Linked DNA regions of Sus scrofa: region 2 is linked to region 1. The links are chromatin contacts, called in public promoter capture Hi-C maps. All regions are on one chromosome and are shown on one strand. Each heading gives the region's core, a stretch centred on a gene start, on an enhancer-like site or on the middle of the called end of the contact. The rest is flanking DNA. Distances are from core to core; before and after follow the strand shown.

What was found. Promoter capture Hi-C pulls out the DNA fragments that hold promoters and counts their contacts.
Region 2: a contact with region 1 is called in a promoter capture Hi-C map of fetal liver, with 3 times the contacts expected there. The contact joins the promoter of RAB21 here to the promoter of LGR5 in region 1. A contact is called at or near these places in 1 of 5 promoter capture datasets (fetal liver) and 1 of 47 Hi-C or Micro-C datasets (liver).

Annotation. Positions count from the first base shown.
Region 1 is chr5:35,460,982-35,466,822 of Sscrofa11.1, reverse strand. It overlaps LGR5 (leucine rich repeat containing G protein-coupled receptor 5), which reads right to left and starts at 3,289. Exons shown (of 18, transcript NM_001315762.1): 1 at 3,078-3,289. The coding sequence starts at 3,289. TSPAN8 (tetraspanin-8) reads left to right here. Exons shown (of 17, transcript XM_021091998.1): 3 at 1-2,456.
Region 2 is chr5:35,753,963-35,759,588 of Sscrofa11.1, reverse strand. RAB21 (ras-related protein Rab-21) reads right to left here and starts at 2,316. Exons shown (of 7, transcript XM_003481659.4): 1 at 1,873-2,316. The coding sequence starts at 2,022.

The DNA.
Region 1 (5,841 bases), core at 2,040-4,539:
AGAGCCCATAATCACCGGAAGAGACAGAGAAGATTAAGTTTGAAAATTTCCAGTGTTTCTACCACGCATGTTCAGTGGTCCAATTACAGATCCACTGGAGAATGCAGTTCAGTAAGAAACGAGAGTTAATGTTTGGACTGGCTTAAGATTTAGTTGTTTCTGGGGAAGAAAGATTATAATACTGTATATAAATAGCCCTAGCCTTCCAGAAGAGATTAAGGAAACTTTCTTTACCTACGAGGTAGACTAGCCAGTTATCAGATTGTGACAAATCTATTTGCCAAATGTGTACAGCTGGAACTTACCATCATCAATCTGTTTGAAGAAAATGAAATGCTTGTTCTTTTGTGGGGAGGGGAGGAAGATTAGCAGATAACATTTTGACTCAAAAAAATGGTGATAACCTACAACAAACAATAAAAGATAGTAGTCTGGCCCTTCACCCACATCAGCCTTTGCACACTGCAACTTTCTCATCACAGCTTAATTATCACTGGACCCCAGTGGAGCAGGGCTGTAACTTAGTGTTCCCTTTCAAGAGCAAAAGGAAGTTATCTCTTAAAATAAGAAAACCAGTGAAACACATGCTTACTTTTTTGAATACGAGTAAATAAAGATTTCTCTTTCAAGTTATGAGTGCACAAGTGAAGGAAAAATGGTCAATGGTTAATTCTAGGTGTAACCGAAAGAGGGCACCATCTACCCTTAATGTTCGCACAGAGCTTCTGAGGTTGTCCTAACAAAACTCCCAAAGCCTCAAACCCCTCAACCCACCAAGGAAGAGCACCCGGTGGCCTCTGGAATTTTGTCCTCTAGAAGGAGACGAAAATCTGAAATCACACATCATGAAGAAAATCAGTCTGGTTATCGACTTTAGGACTAATTTCGATATTTAGCACTCATATTTTCTGAAACGTTAATCATCAGATGCAAGTATTTGACATATACCGTGACACTTTTCATAGACACTCTGAGTTTAATATTTTATAGGACACTGAGAAAATGTTCCCTTAGTCCAGGATACAGGCTGTCATCAAACAACACAAGAAAAAGAGGATAATTAACTTCCTAATGGTATCTTAACTCCAAGGGGTTATCTAAAATGATGGATAGAAAACAGTGGCAGAAAGACCTCCAGAGTACATGGAGGACACAGTTAAATAAATTTGAGATATGTGGGAAACGATGTGAAGCAATATTTTATGCCAACTTTTAGTAACAGAAGCCTAACAAATGTTCGTTCTTTTGAGTGAGAGACAAAAGAGTCCTGACATTTATTTTCTGTATCCTTAAACAAGTTTTATAACAAGCGTATGATTTCAATAGTTAGGGAAGCGTCTGGGGGCTCTGCACCACTTCCCTTGTCTATGGCCAATTTCTTCAGGGTGAGGAGGAAGAATGTTCTAGGTTCTGAAGTGCAGCTGCCCAACTGCTCTCAGAAATTCACGATGCGGGAGAACATATGATTCTTGAAACACTGCCTTTAGCAGTTAAACACAGAGACCAGGGGTGAGTATCTGACTTTGTAATACAGGCAGCTGTTTAGAAGGAGGAAATGTGAATTCTTACAGAATGATCACTTAGGGGAGCAGATTTCCATCACTGTAAAAATAGCACAGACACCATGTAATAAGTGCCATTAAAGGGGAACTCAGTGGGGGAATAGATCAGGAAAGCAGCCCAAATAGTCTTCTGGTAGGTGAGGTGGGGACTGCCATCTATAATACTAAAATCTAGTAGGATCATCCCTCTCTTTCAAAGCAAAATCAAAGCAAGTATAAAAGAATTTTTTTCCCTTCCTCACTGTCTGGAGAAAAAGAATCACTATCTGGTGTAAAGCGTTGTGCAAGCCTCTTCATGTTTCTTCTCTCCACAGAACAACTAAACAGAGGAACGGCTGAGTTCACAAACATCCCAACTAGCGCCTGCCAAGGTACATCAGAGAAGCCGAAACTGGGATTGCGAGCGTTTGGGGTGGGCTCGCCACAGGGCCTCTAGTTAAAATCTAAACGCATGACCTTGTGGTCGCAAGCGCCCCTTTTCCCGAGTGGCCCCGACCCCTGGTCTCTCTGCCCAAAGGAAGCGAGCCCCAGATCCTTCATAGGGAGAAAGAGTCGTTATCTCGGTTCCCAAGAGTCAGGTTCTTCCTGGGTCACCTCATCCACCCAACCACCTGTTACCCTCCGGGCCTGGATTTTCCAGAGACAGAATTACGAAAGGAGCCGCTGCCTCGTCTCCACGGTTGGGGCTTTGGAGGCTGTGGTGGGGGGAAAAGGGGTGGGACGATCCCCGAGGGATGACAGAGAGCTTCAAGTCTCCACTTGGGTGTTGGCGCCGCTGTTTACCCGCCCCGCCGCCTTCAGCCCACTTCCCTTTCCTCTCTGGGAGGAGGAGGAGATGGTTAAAGATTACACCGCGGCCGCGGGCACTTCAAAGGGCGGCTCGGGCAGCCAAAGGTAAAGATAACGTTCTGGCAGCTCTAATCGGGGTTTGCGGTTGCCACATTTTAATCACTTCATTAGAGAAAGAGAGACAGAGAAGCAGAAAGACAGAGACAGAGAGGAGTAAAAAAAGGTTGCATCACACGTTGGAGCAAGGGATGCAGAGTAAGTTCCTCTGGAGCTAGACAAGTTGGAGTTCTTCGGGGAAACTTTTTACAGTCCATCTCTTCCTGAAACACGACAGGACAAGAAGGGGAGGTTGGAGCAGGGGCCAACTGGGCAGGCTGTCCTTGGGTTCCAGGCTCAGGGGCACAAATGCCCATTTTGCAGGCAAAAGTCTACAATCGGAGAAATTCGCGCTGCGCCCTGCCTGAAGCTGGACCGCAAAGCTGCAGCGCACCGGCGCTTTCCCGGGGTTGCACTTGAAGCCGTTTTTCTGCGGGCCCATAAAGTGCAGGCGTGCTACCCCGAGACACGTGCATTTTCCAGGGCCCCAAACAGTCCCGGCCAAGACATCCTTTGCAAACTCGCCCGCCCCCTCCAGAGCAGGCAGGAGCCGAGGAGCCCCCAGCCTGGTCTAGGGCCAGCCTCCCTCCCTCTGTCCCCTTTTGGGAGCGGAGTGGGGGACGCACTTACAGGTAGGAGGTGAAAACGCTGAGGTTGGAGGGCAGCTCCGAAAGCCCCAGGTCAGAGCAGTCCACCCTGAGCAGCATCCTGCCGTCCGGCTCGCACTGACAGTGCGCGGGGCACCCCCGCAGCAGCGCGCTGGGCCTTGGCGAGCCGACTCCGGCCGCCAGCTGGAACAGGACGGGCAAGGACAGGAGCACGCCAACCGAGGAGGTGTCCATGGTGCCCGGGCGGGGGGCCGCGTGCGGGGCGCGGTGGGAGGTCAGTGTCGGGCTTGCGGCGGACCGTGGCGCGCCAGCCGCAGCTCGGCGGGCTTCTGCGACGCCGCGGGCGCCTGCAGCGCGGTGCGCCAAGGAGAAGCGTCGCGGGGCCCGGCCGTGCCCCTGCCGCCACGCGGGCCTCGGGAGCGGCCCTGGCTGCAGCCGCCGCAGGGGCCGTGAGCGCTGCTGCTGCAGGCGGCCTGCTCGGTGTGGAGCAGCATCTCCGCTCGCACGCTCGTTTTTTAAAGCGCTCCAGCCCGAATCGCGCGCCCAGTGACGTCAGCGCAGCCCGGCTTCCCAGGCACCCCCCGCCCGGCCCCACTTTCCCTCCTCCGACCCCCTCCCTCCTTTCTCCACTCCGCGGCTGGCGGCGCGAGGTGCAGGCGAGTTCTTACGGCTCCGGCTCTGCCTCCGCGGCCCGGACGCCGGCGCTCAGCGTCGCACGAGGGGCAGGGGACTCTTCCCCCCCATCTCCTCCCCACCACCCCGCGTCCTGGCGACCCAGACTCGAGAGCCGAAAGGGACCTGCTTCAGACGGACACAAGCAGACGCACAGGGCGGAAGGATGCGGCACGCTTCCTCCAAGCCCACTTTAAATAATGGAACGAATATATGGAGTGCTTAAAAAAAAAAAAAAAAAAGACTAAAATCTAATCCAGAGAAACAGTTACATTTACAGAGTAAGGAGGCCGGTGTTCCCAGGCGAAGGATGAAAAGACTTTTTGGCCCTGTCTGGTTCTCTTTTGCCCTAAAATTGAAACGCTGGGCTAATAGCTGAATAAATACAGCTCATGAACAAGCACTCCAATGCTGTCTAACCCAGGGAGTAAGAAGTCGCAGTGACTGTTTTTCGGTTTTGGGGTTTTTTTTTTGAAGAGATTTAGCATCTTCTGGAAGTCACCTCTAGTAGAACAATGCGGGACGGACAGGACAGCGAGATGGGAGATGGGCGTTTGCTTTTGTTCCGCGGCCTTTTCATCCTAAGTGTTCCAGGATTTTCTAAGTTAAGAGCAGCCCTAGCCAGGTGAGAGGCACTGGGCTCTGAGAACCATTACCACTGCAAAATGCTCGTACTCACTCTTCAGAAGTGTCCTGCTGGGAGCCTGCAGGAGAAAGGAGGAGAAAGACTCAGGGCTTTCTTGGACAGAGGGCCTCAGTGAGGAGCAAATCTTGTCTGCGGGCCTGAGTGAGTGGCTGAAAGAGTCACAGCTCCAGCCTGCCACTTCAACTCACAGAAATGCACAGTTTTCACTCCCGTACAATGCCTCCTTGCTTCATGACTGTGGAGAACCCTTCTGGCTTTTAAGGCCTCTCTTAAGCTTCTTTCACTTAGCCCATTCTGCTGAGTTTCCCATATAAACTTCTGAATTTTACCCAAGGGAAGATTTTTTTTTTCCTTTGTGTATGTTTACTCTCCTTCACTTAAGAAGTGATCCCCAAACCTGGCTGACCACCTGTGGAACTTTTAAAAATATATAGATTCCTGGACCTAAGTCAGTATTTGAAACATGCCCTTTTCCGAGGGGCACCCCATCATTAGCAAGTTTGTGAATCTCTACATTCGATGGAAGGAGAAAGTGACTAAGGTTTATATACTCCATCCTCTTCATTTTGCAAATGAGGATACTGTGGCCCAGAGAGTTTGGAAAATTTGACAGAGACTGCTGAAAACTGTGAGTTAACCCTGATTCGTGGATATCAGTGCAGTGGCTAATTCTGTTCCCATCCTTCCCTTGTCCCTTTACACATCACATCCACTATCATCTCTTTGCTTTCTCACATTAGTCTTGCTTTTCCCAGCCATTCCTTCTGTATTTATAGAATGCCTACTAATTACCTATTTTCCTTCCCTTTTAAAAAACCTGTCCCCAGATAACTTATCTTGTAAGTGCAATTCAAGACTTACTCTTTCTGTAAAACCTCCCATAACCAAATCGACACCAATCATCAACAAATCTTTGTAGAACAGCTCCAGTTATGATGAGCAGTGACTTAGGGAGGCAAATGACCTCTCCTCATGGTGCTTGCAGTCTAAGAGGACCACACTCTTAGACACAAAAATCCCAGGAATCTCACCGAAAGCGTATGTTCTAAATATTGCACAATTGAAAAGCTTTCTTGAATGCTTATTTGTTTAGTTTGGCCAACTTTATTGTGATGGATTTGGAGGCAAGGACTAGGCCACCTTACCTGTAGGATTTATACTATGGACTCATGGTAGTGGAAACTTAACAAGTATTTCTTGACTGTTGTGTTTAGTTGTGCTTCATCAACACAGGCATCCAAATGTTGTTGTGTCCACCATCACCCTATGGACTTTGGGAAACAGTGTCTTTGACTTCAGAGTTGCAAAAAAGAGCATACCACTTTGGTTGTGGAATGATTCAGGCAGAACTGGATTTGAATCTAGGTTCCGATAGCTTTAGGTGTTTGATCAGAGGCACAGAATGAACCTATCTAAGTCTCTAATAAAGGAGGTTTATTAGTCACCTAGAAATATGAAAATGTCTGGA
Region 2 (5,626 bases), core at 1,067-3,566, 290 kb before region 1:
TCTTTAGCCTGCTTTTAGCTTCAAGGATGTTTTTAGAATGTATAATGTCATGTAATTTTTAGATTGAAGGGCTAAATTACCTTTAAAAAAAAAATAAAGAGCTCAGTTACAATGGTTTTCTATTTTCTCTAAGATGTGTAGCTCAAAAAAAAACCCCACTAAGGGGTTGTTCACCAATATCCAGAGAGTGTGACTTACTGCTCAAAGTAAGTCAGAACTGGATTCAAATTTCAGCTTGGGAACCATGACTTGTGGCAATATGATGGCCAGCAAATTACTCAATTTTGCCACACTTGTTTCATCACCTGTAGAATGAGGCTAATAAAACTATCCACCTCATAAAGCTGTTATAAGAATTAAAAGACAGAAGTAAAATACCTAGCACAGTAAGAACTAAATGTTAGATATTATTATACTTTACCTAAATAAACTTCTAAACTTCCAACTGACCATAGGTATTTATCCTATGAATTTCCCTGATCTCACTAATAACTCAACTACAACTAAAATTGCATTAAGTGACCCTATACAAAGACATGAGAAAAAAAAAATGCAGTTTCCTGACATTCACTATTTCAGATATTATGCTTTACAGAGGAGTAAAAATAGAACATGGAATCAGAACCAGAGCATCTTTGTAAATTCTAGACTTGGTAGTTTAAAAATAGCATCAAACATCAAATGTCACAATAATTAGGAGATTGTGCATTCTATTAAATAATGTCCATGTACTTATGAACGACACAATCACTAATTAGGATGTATTGTGCAATTGGGGGTAGTAATAATAAAGATAGAGAGCTTACACTGGACCAGGTCCTAAGTGTTTTTATGTGTATTTGCTCTGACAACCCCAAGAGCTAGATATTACTATCAGGGCCATTTTAACAGATGAAGAAACTTAGGCACAGAGAGGTTAATTAACTTGCCCAAGATCAAACAGCTAGTTAAAGGGATGGAACTGCGATATGAACCTAAACATCAGGCTCAAAAGTCCATTAGATTTTACTGCCTCTGACTAAATTGATCAGGGCAGATTCGTTGGAAACTTTTCTTCTAACACGTGCAAACTGATTTCTTTGGAAGAGGGAGACTCCAACCACCTCAAAAGCCTGAATTCACTCCCAATTAATGACTACATTTTAACACTTTTCTGACTAACCATGATGTATCTGCTGATGAAAGGCGGCCCTAAATTACAACCAAAGAAATAGTATTTGTAGCTAAACTGTTAGTTTGAGGACCATGACGTTTCCATGTGAATATGGATCGACCCACATCGCTGAATACAAGTGACCCACAAGTCAGACCTACGCAGGCAGCAATGGAACTGCGTAACCCACACCGGCAAGCGGTCATTTCAAAAACCCTCTGGAGATGAATGTTTTGCCAATCACCATATTACTCGAAGACAGGACAAAATGGAACATGCATAAACACTTAGTCATCAGTAAGAGCTGAAGTTATAAATCACCTAATTCGAAAAATCAAATCCTCAGCTAAATTCCTAATTCCGAAAGAAAGAAAAAGGACCGACACTGGTGGACCGCAGGGTGAAGACACCTAGGGCCTAAGCGGAAGCGAATCAAAGGGGAAAAACTAGTCCACCGATGGGGATTCCACGACATGCGCGGCCACACTGGGGACTTTTCAGGGCCCTTCCACTCCCCTCCCAACAGCCCGTCCTTGTGTCTCCAGGCTGCCCGGACAAACGCCGTCCCCAGGGCGAATTCGGAAAGTGAATCCGAAGGCGGAGGTGACAGGCCTGAGATATGAGAGCCCCGCGACACAGAGAACCGTGGCAACAAAGTCCTCTGAGCCCCGGAGGGGTAGGGGCCCCAAGGCGCCACTCCCGCTCCCCGGGGCCCGCACCTGCAGAGTGGTGATGTGCTTGTCGTTGAACTTGTTCTCGCAGTAGCGCAGCACCAACGACGTCTTTCCCACGCAGCCTTCCCCCAGCAGCACCACCTTGAACGAGTAGGCTCGGGCTGCCGCCGCCCCGCCGCCGCCGGCCGCAGCCATCCCGTCGCGTCCCTAACGCCCGAGCCCTAGAGCCGTGCCGAGCGCCCCACGGCCACCGCAGCTCCTTCACAGCCTCGGCCGACACAGGCCCCTCCGCATCGGCGCCGCCAATCCCGGGCGCCGTCTCCACTCCCTCCTCTGGGCAAGGCCTGGAAGGACCGAGGTAAAGTCCGAGAATGACGGGCCCCAGCCACCACGTCAGGTATCCGAGGAAAGGCAGAGCTGTCCCTCTCCGCCTCCCTCTAATGGCGTCTCCTTCCTCCTACGTCACACTTCGGGTCACATGATCGCCGCGGCCGCGTGCGGCCCCTGGGACGCGGCGTAGATTAACGTGTCTGGATGTGGGCGGGGCTTCTGGGGCCTCTTCCCCACTCCCGCCCCCACCCGCAGTGAGTTGGACGAGAGTGGAGTTAACTCCTGCCGGTCTCGCCTGCAGACCTAGGGTGTCTGCGGGGCACACCACTCTGCAGTTGCTGGGAGCAGGAATAAGGAATGAATAATTTCAAGCAACCCCAGCTCAGGTGGAATGTTGAAGTGCAGAATGTTGTTCATGCCTAGAGAATATTCGCAATGCTAATGACCTCTCCCATCCAGTGTCCCCATAAGCCGAATCTGCCAAGGTGCCGTCAGTATCTTGATAGTATTTCTCTGTGGGGTCCCAAATCCTAGCTATTGAACTTCAAGTTCCCCCAGACCACCTGGACTCTTCCTCATCTTTCAGGTGTCAGCTTAAACTCAAAGGCTTCCCTGACTACCCATCCTTCTCCTTCTATCCTTCCATCCCTTTCTTACCCACCTGAGTTAGGTAATTCATAACATTGGCAGAACCTCTCTAGCAGCGCTTACTTGGAAATTACTTTGCTGAATATTTTTACTAGGCTGTAAATTTGTTAAAGACAAAAACTACGTGAGAACTTGCTCCACCTTTGAGCTTCTGAATCCCAATGCCAGGCACATAATAGTCATTATATAAATATTTGGGAATGAATGATACATTTTAAACCATTATGCCTTGGTTTCCCAGTTTTTCTGTCTTCCATGAAGATCTTTTTTTTCCCTATGAAGGTTTTTTTTGGGGGGGGGAGGGAGAAGGGCTGTGTCTGCATCATGCAGAAGTTCCCCTAACAGAGATCAAACCCCAGCCACCCCAGTGACCCAAACCACAGCAGTGGAAACTTGGGATCCTTAACAACTAGGCCACTAGGAAACTCTGCCCCATGAAGTTTTTGACATACTGTATTGATACCACCTTGATAGGCCTGGCTTCTTTGATGATTGCTTATATTTCCTCATCTGCATCCTCTTTCTTTCATGAAACATACTCTTCCAAGAAACCATACTAGTGCTAAAAGTTTGCAACTAGAAATTTGATGTCATTTAGGCAAATATTTTTTATGAGACTCCTTTTCCACTTCAAACCAGATAGTCCATTCATTCATTCAACAAATATTTGAAGGTGCCCACATATGCCAGGCACTGTATGAACAAGATACAATGCCTATGTCATAGAGCTTACATTTTAGCAGGGAAGACAGACACATTCATTATATAAGGAATGCTTTCATCCTGATAAAGCAGTTCAGCTATGTTGCAAATGTATATGGGGATCCAAATGGTTCAGCATATAGGGGAGGCTTCTGGGAAAATGTTACTTTTGAGTAGGAGTAACCTAGGCAAAAAGGAAGGAGAGCTTTGCAAGCAGAGAGTAGGGTGTACTATTTTTTTTTTTTTTTTTGTCTTTTTGCTATTTCTTGGGCCGCTCCCACGGCATATGGAGGTTCCCAGGCTAGGGGTCGAATCGGAGTTGTAGCCACCGGCCTACGCCAGAGCCACAGCAACGTGGGATCCGAGCCGCGTCTGCAACCTACACCACAGCTCACGGCAACGCCGGATCGTTAACCCACTGAGCAAGGGCAGGGACCGAACCCGCAACCTCATGGTTCCTAGTCGGATTCGTTAACCACTGCGCCACGACGGGAACTCCAAGGGTGTACTATTGCTTTCAGATAGGAATGAGTACATGAGGATGAGAAGTGTGGTAAGAATGCAGAGAGCTTCAGATGAAACCGGCATTGGTATGGAAGCCAGGAATCAATACTGAAAGGTCCTTTCAGCAAATGAAGGGTTTTAATAAGGAGATGATATAATCAGATTTGACTTTTAAAAAATCACTCTGGCTGTAATTTGAAAAATGGATGGGAGGGAGTTCCCATTGTGGCTAAGCGGGTTACAAACCTGACTAGTATCCATGAGAATGTGGGTTTGATCCCTGCCCTTACTCAGTGGGTTAAGGATCCAGTATTGCCACTGTGAGCTGTGGTGTAGGTCACAGATGCAGCTGAGATCCTGTGGTACTGTGGCTGGGGCGTAGGCCGGCAGCTGCAGCTCCGATTTGACCCCTAGCCTGGGAACTCCCATATGCCTTGGGTGTGGCCCTAAAAAGGAAAAACAAAACAAAACAAAACAAAACAAAATGAAGAATGGATTGGAGAAGGATGATATTACTTCAATTTACTTAGAATCAGCCATTAAAGAGAACTTATTTTTTTATAAAATATCTTCATGATTGCATCTGAGGATGTATTCTCTATTTCTCTCTGTATTCCTCTCTCAGAGTCTTTGCATGTTCGTGGATTCTTCCAGAATCAGGAAGAGACTTCATTTTTTAAAAATTTTGTTAATTTTAATGATTTTTATTTTTTCCGCTATAGTTGGTTTACAGTGTTCTGTCAATTTTCTACTGTACAGCAAAATGACCCAGTCACACATATATATATGCATTCTTTTTCTCACATTATCTTCCATCATGTTCCATCACAAGTGACTAGATAGAGTTCCCTGTGCTATACAGCAGGATCTCATTGTTTATCCACTCAAATGCAATAGTTTGCTTCTATTAACCCCAGACTCCCAGTCCATACCACTCCCTCCCTCTCCCCCTTGGCAACCACAAGTCTGTTCTCCAGAGACTTCATTTCTTTTTTTGGCCATGCCCCATGGCATATGAAAGTTCCCAGGCCAGGAATCAAACCTGCGCCACAGCAGAGACCCAAGCCACTTCAATGACCACGCCAGACCTTTAATCTGCTTGTGTCACCAGAGAACTCCAGAAAGAGACTTAATTTTGAAGTCTCTTCTGAATTCTTCTTCATATTGGATTGAAAGTTGCCTCTCTGCCTACAATTAATTGTTCCTCATTCAACCTACGCAGCATTTATCTAACCTCTATTCTTTGTGAAACATCTTTATACATATGAAGAAAACTACAGGACCTTCCTTTAAGCCTTCTCTTCTCTTCCCGTTTTAGTATAGCCAGTCCTTTCAACCACCATTCAAATGATATGGATCCCAGATCATTTAACAGCTTGATCATCTTACAACCTACATGCAGTACTTTGAATTTATCATTGAAAAACAATTTTTCTTTGTCTTTTTAGGGCTGCACCTTTGGCATATTTCAGCTAGGGGATGAATTTAAGCTTAGGCTGTTGTCCTATGCCACAGCCACAGCAACACAGGATCTCAGCTTCATGGTAATGCCAGAAACTTAACCCACTGAGCAAGGCCAGGGATCAAACCCACATCCTCATGGATACTAGTCAGA